Regions from separate parts of the Mus musculus genome. Here region 1 is linked to region 2. Evidence: chromatin contacts called from public HiChIP or PLAC-seq data. All regions are on one chromosome and are shown on one strand. The core of a region is the stretch at or near the end of the contact, and the rest is flanking DNA. Distances in the headings are between cores, read along the strand shown. Region 1 has its middle 5.8 kb from the start of Gm41955. Region 2 overlaps Lgr6 (leucine-rich repeat-containing G protein-coupled receptor 6).

Region 1 (4,648 bases), core at 30-2,529, 190 kb before region 2:
CCAGACTCAAGCAGACATGGGACAGTGACAGTCAATAACTGGAGGTAAAAGATGAACTGTAAGGAAGGACTTGACACCTGACTGTAGAGAGAGTGAGTGCTTCCAACTGCCAGCTCCTTCAGGGTTTGTCCAGCTACAAAGGACCACCTACCTCACTGAGCATGGGGTTGTCTTCCTCTGGCCACCCACCTCCGCCTCCTGAGCACTGGGATTAAAGTTGTTAGCTTCCACACCAGGCATGGTTTTGTTTTTTGAGATAGGGTCTCACAATAGTTTGGCTTGCCTGGAACTTACTACTTAGACTAGTTGGCCTCAAACTCACAGAGATCCATCTGCCTCTGTCTCCCGAGTGCTAGGATTATAGTTGTATGCCACCACACCTGGTTTTATGTGGTGGGACCCAGGTTCCTTTGAACCATCTACAACATATGTCAAGAACCAAATAGCATTGGAAACTGGGCATGGTGGCTCACACCTGTAATCCCAGCATTCAAGAAGCTGAGGCAGTGGGATTACTGTGTGCTTGAGGTTCGCCTGCACAAATAGCAATGCTGTTTAAACAAAAACAAACAAACAAACAAACAAACAAACACCGTATTACTACCATCAACAAAACCCAACTATCATTTGTCACTCTTCCTTAGACAAGCTGCTTATACTCAGAACCTAGAGTGATCTATCTTTCTGCCCAGTTTATCTGAAATGGCCCTGATATTCATCGATTGTCCCCACGTTAGGTGGGGCTCCTTTCGCTCTCAGATAGTTCTAGATTGGATAATCATTTACACTGTCTGGCCTAACATGATCGATTTGAATCATTAGAATCCTAGGAGCGAAGGCAGGGCATGTTGCATGTTGCACCTGCCTGCCGAGCATGTGCGGAGGCCTGGGTTCCGTCCCCAATACTAGAAAAGCTAACTATTAGGTAGTTAGTTCTTCTATAACTGCCTTGCCTGCTTGAGACCCCCATAGAACACATTGTAAATTTACCTTTCTCAAAGTAAAGGGGAAATTTTGGGGGGGGCAAGAGGGTATTTCTGGGAGTATTTATCCATAGCTCCATCCTACAGAGCCTGACACAAGTGAGGAACTAGGTTCCGTCCTCAGCATGACAACAATAATTAACTTGCAAGGATACCCATGCCCAACTGAAAACGAATCACAAGGACTCCCAGCAGGCTTATTTGGGAAAGCCTGCAGCTCACGAGGGATATGGAAGGAGAGTATCCAGTCTGGACCAGAGTAACCCCACCAGAGCCCAGCTGCCAGCCAGCCGACTGGCTGGTGATTAGGCCGACGGTTGGCCCTGCCACACCAATACACACGGACACACCCAGGTAGCCCAAAGTCCCCACCCGATTGGGTCTTTGCCCTGGCCAGCATTCCTTTTCTTTTCTCTCATTCTTCTACTTTCCAATTTTAAAGAAACGTCTTCATGCTCTCTGCTGCCTAGGCACAGCTAGGACATCTTATCCATGGTGAGCAAGATCCTCCAGGCTCTGTGCAGCCAAGTCTAGGATTCCACAGGAAACTGTGGATGAAGCCATATTAACCACACTGCCATTTATTTACTGCCTCCCCAGCCCCCCGCCTCCCGCCCCCCGCCCCAGCCTTTTGTGGCACTGGAGACTGAAGCCCGAGCCTTGTCACTGTTCATCCAGCATTATCCACGAGTTACTCAGTTCTGTTCATTATCCCACTTCCCTGGTTGTTTGGGTTTTTTTGTTTGATTGATTTGTTTGATCGATTTGTTTGTTTGTTTTTAAAGATTTATTTATTTATTATATATGAGTATACTTTAAATGTTTTCAGACACACCAGAAGAGGGCATCAGATCTCATTATGGATGTTTATGAGCAACCATGTGGTTGCTGGGATTCGAACTCAGGACCTTGGGAAGAGCAGTCAGTGTTCTTAACCGCTGAGCCATCTCTCCAGCCCCTGTTTGTTTGTTTGTTTGTTTGAGACAGGGTTTCCTCTGTGCAGCCCCAACTGTCCTGGAACTTGCTCTGTAGTCCAGGTCGGCCTCAAACTCAGAGATCTGCCTACCTCTGCCTCTCGAGCATGGGAATTAAAGGCATGCGCCACCACTGCCCGGCTATGTTTTGTTCTTGTCCCCACTTTACTGAGTAGAACTTGAACCTAACAATGTGCCTTGTCTAAGGGCCCTGGAATAAAGAACTGGGCTGCAGGAGTGTGTGGAGGGATACAGAACAGGGAAAGAAAATGTCCTTTGGTTACCATGGCAGTTGGGGCAAAGTTATGTGGTATAGTGTATGGATAGCACACTCTAGGCCCTGGGTTCACTGCCAGAAACAAGGTTAGTGAAGATTGTAGAGGTGTGTCACTCACTCACTCACTCATTCATTCACTCACTCATTCATTCATTCATTCATTCACTCACTCATTCCATAAGCATTTATTGACTTGAGTGTCTTGACATCTGGAAAAGGTGAGCTTCAAGCCAGGAATGGTACTTTGTGCCTCCAATGCCAACACTGGGGAGTCTGGGGCAGTGGGATTTCCAGGAGACTGAGGTAAGCCTAGGCTACACAGGGAGTTCCAAGCTAGCCTAAACTACAGAGTGAGACTCAAAAATGAAACAAAGCAATCCAGGTGGTGATGGTGCACACCTTTAATCCCAGCACTTGAGAGGCCGAGGCAGGAGAATCTCTGTGAGTTCAAGGCCTGCCTGGTCTACAGAGAGAGTTCCAGGACAGCCAGGGCTATTATTTAGAGAAACCCTGTCTTGAAAGACCACACACACACACACACTCAGCATAAACCTAAGGACAACACTGTACAAATCCTCTCTTGGTCTCTCTTCCTTTTGTGTGTGTGTGTGTGTGTGTGTGTGTGTTTGCTTTGTTTTTTGAGATGGAGTCTCTCTGTGTAGCCCTGGCTGTCCTAGAACTCATTATATAGACCAGACTGGCCTTGAACTCAAAAGGATCTGCCTGCCTCTGCCTTCTGAGTGCTGGAATTGATGGTGTGTACCACAGGGGCTGCTCCTTCTCTGGGTTTGTAGAGACAGAGGCCTGCCACTTATCACTGACTGATCTAAAACTGACTTTGTAGACTAGGTTGGCCTTGAGTGGTGACTCACTGCCTCTGTCTCCTGAGTGCTGGGAGTAGGGTATGCACCGAAATACTTGGTCTACCTTTCTCTGTGTGCACTGTACCAGGCCTTGCTACCCCTGACTGCGGGGTACCCTCCTTATTCATAGCGAGCAGAGTCTTTTGCCAATCTGCAAACGCAGTACCTCTTGTCCGTACTTTGGCCATTTGGGGCTTTTTCTGCGCCTGCTCGGATGTGAGCTCCTCGGTTCGTCTCAGCAGGCCGTCTCCCACCCAACACTTGCCATGCCTTTAGCCTGTCGGCCTATCTCCTATCTTTACCTTTCTCTCTGGTCTCTCACGCCCACCTTCTCACTGAGAAAAGCTCTGTGTGGGCACTAGTATGCCGGCCCAGCTCCGTTCTTTCTCCCACTTTCTCTACTTTTATTTATTTTATGTCTGTGAGTGTTTTACCTACATGTATGTATGCATACCACATGCATGCCATCAGAAGAGGGCATCAGATCCCTGGAACTGGAGCTACAGAGGGCTATGAATATGCTGGGGATTGAACCCAGGTCTAACTCTTAACTACTGAGCCATCTCTCCAGCCCTTCACGGGCTTCTTTCCCTCTTGCATCCTAGCAGCTCCAGGGTGCAGTGGGGAAGAGGGACAGGAGCCGGTTAACTTTGTTTCATTTTGTTTTGTTGCCGGGGATAAAACTCAGGACCCCATGCACTCTGCCTCTGAGTTACACTGCAGCTGGGCACTAAGGTAGGACTGGGAGGACTTTGTAGGCTGAGACAGGGATCATTTAAATCCACCAGTTCAAGGGCTGTCTGGGAACATAGTAAGAATTTATCTCAATAAATACATTAGCTGGGGTGATAGCACACGCCTTTAAGCTCAGCACTCACGAGTCAGAAGCAGATCTCTCTGAGTTCAAGACCAACCTACATAATGAATTCCAGACCAGCCCACACGACGTAGTGAAAGTGTCTCAAAACCAAACCAAACCCCAAACAAAACACCCTGAAATTAAAACGAAAGCCAGGTAGTGGTGGCACAAACCTTTCATAACGGTAGAGGCAGAAGCAGGTGATCTCTGAATTCGAGGCCAGCCTGGTCTGAACAGAGGGTTCCAAGACAGGTCGGGATACACAAAGAAACCCTGTCTTGAAAAATCAAAAAATAAAAATAAAGTTTAAAAAATAATCAGCTAAACAAATAAATAAATAACCCATAGGAAGCTTTCCCAAACATACACATATTCTTAGTGCGATGGGAGAAGCAGATAAGGTGGTATGGAGTCCTATGGTGCATCGTGTACCCAAGCCAACCTCTCTCTGGCTCCTACCCTACACTTGGCTTTCCCACCTCAAAGGGGCCTGGGCTTCAGCATGGCCTGAGGGAGGAGAGACGCAACCATGGTCTCCTAGATTTTTTTTTTTTTTTATGTGTGTGTTTTGAGACAGAAACTTTCCATGTTGTCCAGGCCAGCCTGAAACTCCAAACTCCCCTGCCTCAGCTTCTCAGGAGCTGGAATTACAGGTATGTACCACCACATCTCACTCTGAACGTTGGACCTGT
Region 2 (4,355 bases), core at 1,790-4,289:
CCGTGGCCCTCCCTGTCTAGCTGGATGGCTTTGGTCTGGTGCCCTCATAGCTCAGCAGCATCTTTGCCAGCCAGCCTGCTTTTTACCCCCTCCTAAGTGATTTCCCTTTTCCGCCTAAAGATGTTTGTAAATTCTTGAACTTTAACAGTGTAACTCAAATATGCAACAGTGTAGAAAGTTCTGCATCTAATTTTCCCCCAGAACAATGGATGCCTTTGATGGGAGATTCTGTTCTTTCTTCCAGAGAATTTTTTGCATTATTGTATCTTCAGGCTCATGTTCAGGAGAATCATTTCCTTCAGAGAACCTCGGTTGCTAACCATTGATTGGGTTTTTAACTGTTTTAACTTTTGTTTCACTCTGCTGTGCCCACCCTGATTGTGTCCAGCTTTATCTTTTTCTTTGTTATTTTATTTATATGTGTGCATGCCCAAATGTATGTATGTATGTATGTATGTATGTATGTATGTATGTATGTATGTATATGCCCTGAGTGCATGCAGTGCTCACAGATGCCAGAAGAGGGCGACAGATCCCCTGAAACTGGAGTTACAGGTGGAGTTGAGCTGTAGTGTAGATGTGGAAAACTGACTCCCAGTCCCTTGTAAGAACAGCAGCTTACCTGTGTCCAGTTGTTGTTGTTGTTGTTGTTGTGTGTGTGTGTATATATATATATATATATATATATATATATATATGTCAACTTTCACCACTGCTTACTCTGTTCCTTGTTTCAAATTGACTAGCTCTTTCTTTTTTTCTTTTTTCTTTCTTAGTAATGAAGTTTGGGGCCCCAGTTTTACCTTAACCTACAGTGTAATTTTTCATTTAATTTTTTTCTTTGAAATGTCACTTAGGTTGTTTTGTAGTAGAAGGTTACTGTGATCAGTTTTCTTCTATTCCTCATTCATTAATTGTAATTTTCTTTTTTGAGGCAGGGTCTCGTGTAGCCCAGGCTAGCCTCCAACTCACTATGTAGTCAAGAGTAACTCTGAACTCCTGGTCCTCCTGCCTCTACTTCCAAATTGCTGGGGTTGCAGGGTTTCACTACCATGTCCAGCATTAGTTGAATTTTCTTCAAGGCTTGGATCTTTGCTATTCTTCACAATCCCCTTCTCCCTTTGTTAGCCTGTGGTTTCTTCTTTGGGGGGACCCTTGGGAAGCTCTGGGGAACACATCATGTCTAGGCTCTGTTGGTTGTCCCTGCCAAGCTGCCCTGTGTGGGCTAAGTCCACAGAAGTTACTTCTGTCCCATTCTGTACCCTGGTGGGGTAGGTGGGAGAGGCAGCATGTGCTGAGCTGGTGGCCAGTCTTGGGGAGGCCACCTGGGCTGAGTCTCTGCCACATCGTATTAAGTGTGGAGTTGAGTCCCTCTGCCCATGGGTACCCCTGGGCTTCACACACCTCTGGCTCCCTCCTCCATGACTAGTCTGAAGCTTTCCGTTTACCTTCTCTTTTGCCTGTTCCCTTTGGATGACAGAGTACAGAAGAAAACAAGAATATTTACGTGATTGGTCCTCACAAATTCGAGTGGGATTTTTTGGGGGTGGGGGTGGGGAATCAAATCTCAGAGTTTGTTTTCTCACTAGATCATTCTCTGAAACAAGGACTTTTGAAGACCCTCCCCCTAACTGTTTGCTTGGCCACAAGGTCTACAGCGTCTCTACACAAGGCTGGGTGCCTTGCCTGACTTTTGCTCCTTGTAAGAGACTTCAGGTGGAGTGGAGTTTGGTCTTGTTATTTTTGCTCAATTATGAGCAGGCAGAAGGCAATTTTGTTTTGCTTTCAGCGAACTGTTTTCCTTGGGAAGCTCTCCTAAAACTTCCCTCTGCACAGTCAGGTAACTCATGCACCTTCCTGTCACCCATCTGAGCCTGGAATCCCTTCCCTCCACTCAAGCGAGTTGCCTGTCAAGGCCCTGCTGAGGAGTGCCACCTCTGCTCTGAGAGGCCATGCTTGCTGCCTCAGCCTCACCAACCTCCCAGCTCTCTCAGCATGACCACAGCTCTCTCCAGTTGTAACAAAGTTTAGCCTTTAATTATATGTTGTCTGCAGTGGTTGACTGTTGGCTCCTCTAAGAACGTCTGGCCACTGAGTCAGGCTGGCTGAGTCCTAAGGAGTGGGGCCAGAGAAGAAGCCTCAGATGTGAGCCCCTATGACATCAGGTCTCTCTCCCAGTGCTTAGTCAGAACTCGCTGGAGCCTTGGCTGGGCTTTCCTCTTCCCAGAGCGGATCACTAGGAAGGCAATAAGGTATCCAGCCTGTGGTCGATCCTGCCTTGGCAATCGTGGCTTCAGAAATGGGTCTTGGCTGATTTGCTTGTCCCTGGAGAAAAGAGGTTGGACCACTGGGGTTTATCTGTTGGTGCTACACCCTTATTCTGCTGCTGTGTACACTGTCTGCCCTGGCTCCGAGGTTGTGCCACACACTCTGATGTGTCTCTCTCCTTCCCACGCAGGCATCTACATAACAACCGCATCCAGCATGTGGGGACCCACAGCTTCGAGGGGCTGCACAATCTGGAGACACTGTGAGTGGGAGAGCCTGTTTAAGTCCTAGTCTGCTGGGTGAGGACATCTTGACTAGAGTCGGGGTGTGGGCTTAGGAAGGGCCAGCAGGGTATGATCCGGTCCTGGTCACCTGTGTGCCCATTCTGGGACTCTTCTCTAAGATGTCACTCAGCAAGAATTCCTTCTCCCTTTAGGTGGGTACAAGGTAGTTCAGGGTAGGTAGCCCAGGAAGTAGGAGGGCAGGGTCCCTGCTAGCAGAGACATCAAATAATGCGTAGAAGGAAACAGTTAACAAGGCAGAGGGACTGGGGCATGAAGCTTGGAGACTGGAAGATTTCGGGGTGGGCTGGGGCTGACCTGATGGCAGTTTTGATGTCTGCTTAAGGGTGGCTGCTGACAGAAGGGAGAGGAATACCATGGAATAATGTCAGGAGTGTTTGCCAGCTGATCTAACTAGCTAAATGATTAATGGGGAAGTGGCCCGCTCAGCACCACAGCCTGCCTATAAAAAGCGCCCGAGCTGTTGACTCTTAAAAAGCCATATTATTCACACATCATCATCCAGGAATTCAGCTAAGGTCAGAATGCACCCAAGCCCTCCCATCACTTCCTCTGGAGGCCTGCCAGCCCCTGCAGAGTGGGCCGAGTGGGGCCCCACTGGGCAAACAATCAGCCAGGCTCTGCAAGAGTGACTGGTCATGCCAGCTGGGGTCTTTAGCTCCCCTGAGGGAACTGGCTACCACAGCCACCTGGTGCTGGATATGGAGTTGGGGGCTCTGGGAGAGAAGGGCCCCAGATCACCACAAGTGTAAGCCGGCAAGGGTGGGGAAAGGTTCATGAGAGATCAGGAGTTTATCACAACTTTTGAATCTCCTTCTCCAGTTATAAACAAGCCCCCATTTTCTAGCCCCCCCCCCCGACTGCTCTTAAGTTGATGGAGTCTTAGGAATCCAGTGCAGCAGAAGCTAAGATTCTGGAAGTCAGGCTGTGATGGGGGAAGCAACATGTTGGGAAAAACCACTCTGTAACGTCTACCCCAAGATGCCTTGGCTCCAGAATCTGTGGTTGTATGGGGAAACCGATGAGAGACTCATACCTAGGTCAGTCATATATTATTTCCTGTGGGTATGATTCCTAAGAACATGGCTGCTCTCTTGTGCTTAGTACATAGCAGGAGGAACAGCAGCGCTGGGTTCAACTCTCCTGGAATCCAGACCCTTTGACCAACTGTATATGAAGGAGCACTGTGTCAGGGCAGCATGCCCCAGCCTGGATGCAGGAACATTCCCATCTGTTCCCACTACTGTGCAAGGCTTAGACTATCTGCTCCTCCTCCATAGCTGTGACTGATGACTACACAGTTAGAACAGGCCAGTCTAGTCCTCTAAATCTCCATAAGAGAAAGTTCCTTTCCAGGAAGGCTGCGTAGTTCCTCTCAGAGTGATCCTTCTCCCAGGGTGACCTCCCAACTGTGCCCAGAGCAGATCAGAGTGTTAATGAGACAATGGGAGTCCTTAGGAGAGACCCTGGTTGTCCTACCCCCCTGGCCCAATGTATACTGAGTGGACCTACTGTGTGCTGATTCTGGAGCCTCCCTAGAGAAGCCCAACTCCTGGGTGGTGCTGAGATTGGATTGCAATTAACAGTGGGCCGGCGGGAGAGAGCACCTCCACCCTGGAATGTGGGGCTGTTTAGCTTTGCTGGGAAGTCAGGTGAGGATTGGGGCACAGATATGGAGTGAGTTGGCACCTCAAAAAAGCCAACAAGTAGCTGTTTCTTCACTTTTGGGGCACACTGCCTAACTCTTTCTCAATTAGCCACTGTCTTGCTGTGCAGGGCATTTGG

What was found. HiChIP or PLAC-seq counts read pairs in DNA pulled down with a chosen protein or histone mark.
Region 1: an HNF4G HiChIP or PLAC-seq map of pancreatic cancer cells shows a contact between it and region 2. The contact joins two enhancer-like sites. A contact is called at or near these places in 1 of 115 datasets of contacts at active chromatin or transcription factors (pancreatic cancer cells) and 3 of 9 other capture datasets (adipose tissue, liver and pancreatic islet).

The regions. Positions count from the first base shown.
Region 1 is chr1:135,205,557-135,210,204 of GRCm38.p6, reverse strand. No RefSeq gene overlaps it. Among named protein-coding and RNA genes, the nearest start is that of Gm41955, 5.8 kb to the right of the region's middle. Within about 2 kb of position 1,279, at least 10 of the 459 cell types and tissues checked have an H3K27ac peak or open chromatin away from gene starts, as enhancers often do. A contact at or near this core is called in pancreatic cancer cells, where this site is marked.
Region 2 is chr1:135,019,950-135,024,304 of GRCm38.p6, reverse strand. It overlaps Lgr6 (leucine-rich repeat-containing G protein-coupled receptor 6), which reads left to right. Exons shown (of 18, transcript NM_001033409.3): 6 at 2,459-2,530. Among named protein-coding and RNA genes, the nearest start is that of Ube2t, 60 kb to the right of the region's middle. Within about 2 kb of position 3,039, at least 79 of the 459 cell types and tissues checked have an H3K27ac peak or open chromatin away from gene starts, as enhancers often do. A contact at or near this core is called in pancreatic cancer cells, where this site is marked.